2 separate regions of the Callithrix jacchus genome follow, and region 1 is linked to region 2. The links are chromatin contacts, called in public Hi-C maps. All regions are on one chromosome and are shown on one strand. The core of a region is the stretch at or near the end of the contact, and the rest is flanking DNA. Distances in the headings are between cores, read along the strand shown.

The links. A called contact is a pair of places that touch in the nucleus more often than the background predicts.
Region 1: a Hi-C map of skeletal muscle shows a contact between it and region 2, with 15 times the contacts expected there. The contact joins two enhancer-like sites. A contact is called at or near these places in 3 of 3 Hi-C or Micro-C datasets (induced pluripotent stem cells and skeletal muscle).

The regions. Positions count from the first base shown.
Region 1 is chr10:100,734,351-100,737,050 of calJac240_pri, reverse strand. The region is part of intron 3 of SLC1A2 (solute carrier family 1 member 2); the gene reads left to right. Among named protein-coding and RNA genes, the nearest start is that of SLC1A2, 29 kb to the left of the region's middle. Within about 2 kb of position 1,325, at least 2 of the 16 cell types and tissues checked have an H3K27ac peak or open chromatin away from gene starts, as enhancers often do.
Region 2 is chr10:99,958,431-99,961,130 of calJac240_pri, reverse strand. No RefSeq gene overlaps it. Among named protein-coding and RNA genes, the nearest start is that of EHF, 35 kb to the left of the region's middle. Within about 2 kb of position 1,335, at least 3 of the 16 cell types and tissues checked have an H3K27ac peak or open chromatin away from gene starts, as enhancers often do.

The DNA of each region.
Region 1 (2,700 bases), core at 76-2,575, 780 kb before region 2:
CAGTGCTGGAACATATAGGTAGATAGGTGCTTAGAAAAAGTTGGCTATTTTGAAATATACTATGATTTAAGCACCATTGTGCTTAATACCCCCTTGACACACCTAAAGTTGAGACTTCAAGATGTATAAAACCTTCCAAATGGATTCATGCCACATTTATCTACCCTCCCATCCAAGCACTGCTGAATCTTCCAGAAGGGGAGGTCCTAAGGGTGCCACGCTTGAACAGACACTGGGAGGGACTTGGCATCCCTTCCAGACAGTTTTCCCAAGATCCTCCACGGCCACTGGGAAAAAAATATGGGAACCCCTGAGCCTTAATTTAGGCAGCCAAAGGGTGGGCCTTGGGAGCTCTAGCTCTCTCAGATTTCTGGTTTGGCAAGATGGAGTATGAAAAATAAACTCAGCAAGCATTTAACTGCTGATTGGCTCTGGGAATTCCCATAGTCCCTAAGGCAGATCCCCTGGCCCCAAGCGTCTGAAGCCAGCTTCCTCCGCCTACTCCTGGTGACTTCCACTACCCTAGACACATGGGGGCGCTGCAGCCCCACTCTTGCCGGATGCCCTACCTGTCTGAACCTTGAAAGATCCTGATTTTCCTCTGTATCTGGGTGAGTTCATATTCTCTGTGTCTTCCTATGTAGAAAACAGCAAAAGCTCAGCAGTGTACTTAGAAAATAAAACAGAAAATGTGCATCTTCAACCAGGAAACAAAAACTTACGCAAGCAATACATTGTTTTTTATTGTACAAACACTTAAAAGTAGGTGTAAGCAAAAAGAATTCCCAACATGCTATGAGAGGGGTTCAGAGCACACACATGTGAACAAACACATAGAATAGGACAGTTATGAGTGATTTTTATTTATTTATCAAGATATCATTCCACATACTATTTGTTATTAGCTTTTTCACTTAAAAAGAGCCCTACTAAACATTTGCAGCCTTTCCCATGCTTTTTTTTTTTTTTTTTTTTTTTTTTTTAAAGTGACTTTGGATATCCAGAGCTATCAAATCTGAGGTTTGAAGCCCTTAGGTATGAGCGTTGAAAGTGAAAAGCAAGCTGTTTTAAGGAAAATTCCTAACCGAAGCAAGGGAAGACTTAAAATGCTTAAATTTTGGTCACACCTGAGCGGTATTTGTTTGCATGGCAATTAGAAGGCAGTTAACTTGTCCTAAAACTAAAACAGCAGTTAACAATCTTTAAATTCCCTGAGGAGATCCCTTCTTCCCCAGTCAAACCTGTTCCCATTTTCTTCTAGACTGGCTGACTGTCAGGTGGGCTGATTGGTTCTCCCTGCTATAGAGGTAGAATTCAGGGCTGTGTCTGGATAGGAAGGGTTTTGGAGGGTGTATGGGAAGGTACACACAGGGTAGAGATGATAGCACAGGCTTTGAGGTCAGACTGGCAAGGGTTCAAATCCCAGCTCTGTGACTTGTTGCCCAGTCTCGTGGCCTCGGGCAAATTACTTAATGGCCCAGAGCCTCCTTTGTAAAACTGAGTCATGATACTCTGCAGAATTGTGACTGGCAGATGATAAGCACCCAATGTTCTTTTAGGGGTTGACAAAGTTTTTCTGCCAAATAGTGCATATTTTAGGCTTTGTGAACCATATAGTCTGTATCATGATGACTCAACTCTGCTGTTGCAGCACAAAAGCAACCACAGACAACAGGTAAATAAATGAGCAAGAATGTGTTCCAGTAAAAGTTTATTTACAAAAATAGATGGCAAGCTGGATTTGACCTGTGGGCTGTAGTGGACTATCTCTATTCTTAGTTTTAAAGAACGCTCATTTGTAAAATAGCAAATGGAAATCCTGAAAGGTGAAATACTTAAGACCCCAAAACCTTGGCTGGGCCCAGTGGCTCATGCCTGTAATCCCAACACTTTGGGAGGCTGAGGCGAGGGGATCACCTGAGTTCAGAAGTCCGAGACTAGCCTGCACAATATGGTGAAACCCTGCCTCTACTAAAAATGCAAAGATTAGCTGGGTATGGTAGCACACGGCTGTAATCCCAGCTACTTGGGAGGCTGAGGCAGGAGAATCGCTTGAACCCGGGAGGCAGAGGTTGCAGTGTGCCAAGATCATGCCATTGCACTCCAGCCTGGGCGACAAGAGTGAAACTCGGTTTCACACACATACACACACACACACACAAAATAATAAAAATACTGATAGTTAAAAAAAAAAAGACCAGAAACCTGAGAAGTAGTTTTGGAACGAGAATGAGGAACTCCATGAACTCAGCCTTGAGCTCCTCCCTCACCTGCTGGGCTCTCTACTTGTGCATGTGAATGGGAAACTGGGCCAATTTATCCAGTGATTTAAGTATTGAGTCATTTTTTCTTGGAATATTCGAATATACGAAATAAGAGTTAAAGAGGTGTTGGTTTTTTTTTTTTTTTTTTTTGAGACGGAGTTTCGTTTTGTTACCCAGGCTGGAGTGCAATGGCGCGATCTCGGCTCACCGCAACCTCCGCCTCCTGGGTTCAGGCAATTCTCCTGCTTCGGCCTCCTGAGTAGCTGGGATTACAGGCACGCACCACCATGTCCAGCTAATTTTTTTTGTATTTTTAGTAGAGACGGGGTTTCACCATGTAGACCAGGATGGTCTTGATCTGTTGACCTCGTGATCCACCCGCCTTGGCCTCCCAACGTGCTGGGATTACAGGATTGAGCCACCGCACGCGGCCAAG
Region 2 (2,700 bases), core at 86-2,585:
TGATTTATGAAGACCATTTTTATCTGGCATCCGTTTCTTCAGGATGACTTTCTGCATTGCAGACATTGCCCCCTGTGAGGATGGGGTCCTTGCTACTTCACGCTGTCACAAGGTCCAAATGAGATTGTGCATGCACTTCTCTCAGAGCATGACATGGAGGAGACTCCCAACATGCTAGCTTCCATTAGGACTGTTCACCCCCTCGGTCCCCAGCACTGCCTGTTCCTCTTTGCTTTTGTAGGCAGTGGGGAAAATGTCCAAGGAGACCTAGATTCTGAGTGTTTCTTGGACGCGGGTGCTGGCAGCTTTATGCAGGAGTATCTCTCAATATCCCTGGAGTCCACATTCTAAATGTCCTGTAGGTGTGATGCTGATATTACCAACTCTATAGGCCCTAAGCCTGCTCGCTATCACTGAGACTTCATGTCACAACAGGAAAATGATGAGAGGTGACTGCTGTTCCCATAAGAAACTGGTAAGTTTCCGCATCAGATCCTGTAAATGAGAAAAACCGTCATGAAGAGGCAGCACAGCATAGAGCCTAGAAGATCAAATCTGGAATTAAGCAAAACACGGTGTGACTATTGGCTCTGTTTCTTCCAGCTCTGTGACCTGGGGCAAGTTACCTAACCTCTCTGAGTCTCTGTAATAACTATTTCACAGCTTTATTAGGAAAAGTGCATGACACAGTGATGTTAAGTGCTTAACACAGAGCCTGGTCCACAGGAAACACTAAATAAACATTTGTTGTTATTATATTGTTGTTAAATGCAAAAAAAAAAAAACCTGCTATGAGATTTGTTTTGCAGATTAATAAGCAATTACTTTAAAGACTTTTCTACTCAACTGGCTAGATCTGCTGTTGGATGGCTTTGAACCAATCTGTCAACTGTTGGAGTCTCACTGAGTGCATGCAGCATGCCCTGGTGTGTATAGATGTGGAGGCGTGGCAGGCCCGGAGGCCAACAGGCTTAACACGGTATGCTAGCTGAATACAGCAAGATGAGACATTTGAAAAGTCTACTTGAGATGTTTAAGTACAAAGTAATTTGGCAAGGAGATAGAATCAGGAGAGCTGACCTGCTCTAGGCCTCAATTTCCCCATCTGCCCAAGAAAGGGGCTGGACTTTATGTTGCTCCCTTGCAACTCTGACCTTTATGAGCAAAGAGTCTGATTCTGCCAGGACCATTTTAGCTGCGCTGTGAGTGCATCTGGCAGCTCCTGGTTTTGCATTGTCTGGAAAAACTTGGCACCAGATGCCCCTCTATAAGTCAGAGTTTTGCAGGGCTCACGTAGGCCGACCAGCTAGGGCACATCTCCAAGCCCCCTAAGCCTCCTGAGGACCCACCAATTCCAGTATCTCCCAGTTCCCACCATATGTATGCACTCACAGAAGATAAAATTCCGACTGAAGCTCCCAGTCCTCAAAGAGAAGAGAGATCTTCTCTTAACAGGGGCCCTATCTGTTTCCACTATAAACCACCTGAGAAGTTCAGAAGGAAAGTTACTTCTTTCCTCCACAGTTTCAGAGAATTCATTCTTTTGCACGTTCAGAGGGGGAAAAGTTGGCCACAAAACTTGACTTTTTACCAGAACGAAAACTTTCTTTGGGGTTAAGGAAACATTGCCATCTGGTGGCATAATGTAGAAATAACTGAACAGAGTGATGAGTTTCTAATCCACCACAAGAGGTGAGGTCACAGAATTCTAATTAGAAAGAAGTAGAAGGGTCCTTAAAGCTTAAATCCAATGCCTTTACTTTACTGAGTAATGGAAATACTGTAGAGAGATGGCTTGTGAATTTCAAGACCAGAACCCAGATCTTCTCACGTTTATGTGAATAATTCAGCTCTCTCCCAGCTCCACAACTCACTCCGCACCCCAACATAGACACACCTCACACTTTAGCCTGCAATGCTTTAATAATTCAGGCTGGCAGGACCAGGATCGTTTTCATCCTGCATGTTCCCTCGTGCCTTTTATCAACGCCATGGGAGGCAGAAGAGGAAGATAAGAGGCTCTTTCAACTGGCAACGCAGCTAGAGGGTTTACAAAGATAAGGAGGAGGCCTATCAGAAGCCAGGGGAAGAAAGAATGGATTGATCAGGAAACTGAAATTTTTGTTTCATGTTTCCAGCCCAGGAGTCAGCAAGGTTCGCTTTAACTCTAAACCAGCAAGAGATATTTGACCTAACAGCAGGGGATGCTTTCGGCTTGGGGATTTTGGATCCTGAAGATAGTAAGTTCAGTGATTTGAGTATAGAAACCCTCATTATTTATGCAAAGTGTGAAAATCTATTATTGTGTAAATTGAGCCACGTTATCATAGGCATAGTCATTCCCACCTCTTATGTTTGCATATTGCCTTGCAGTTCATACATGCTTCAATGCATTTAAAATTATTTAATCTTTACAAACACCCTATGGTGGGAATTATTGCTCATTACTAATGAGGAAATCAAGGTTTGGAAAAGTTAAGCAACTTTCCTGAAGTCACAACACCAGCAATGGTGGCACCAGGACTTGAAAGAAGGGAGGAAACTTGATATTTAATCTACTCTGGGCCAGATGAGGTACAAAGTGCTTCCAGGGAAGCTCTCAGTGGCTTCTCCCCTTGGTGAGTAGTGAGGGATCAATCACTCATTCCTTGTTCTTCCAGCCTAACAACTGTAGAGGCACCCAGTCTTCCTGCAGCTACC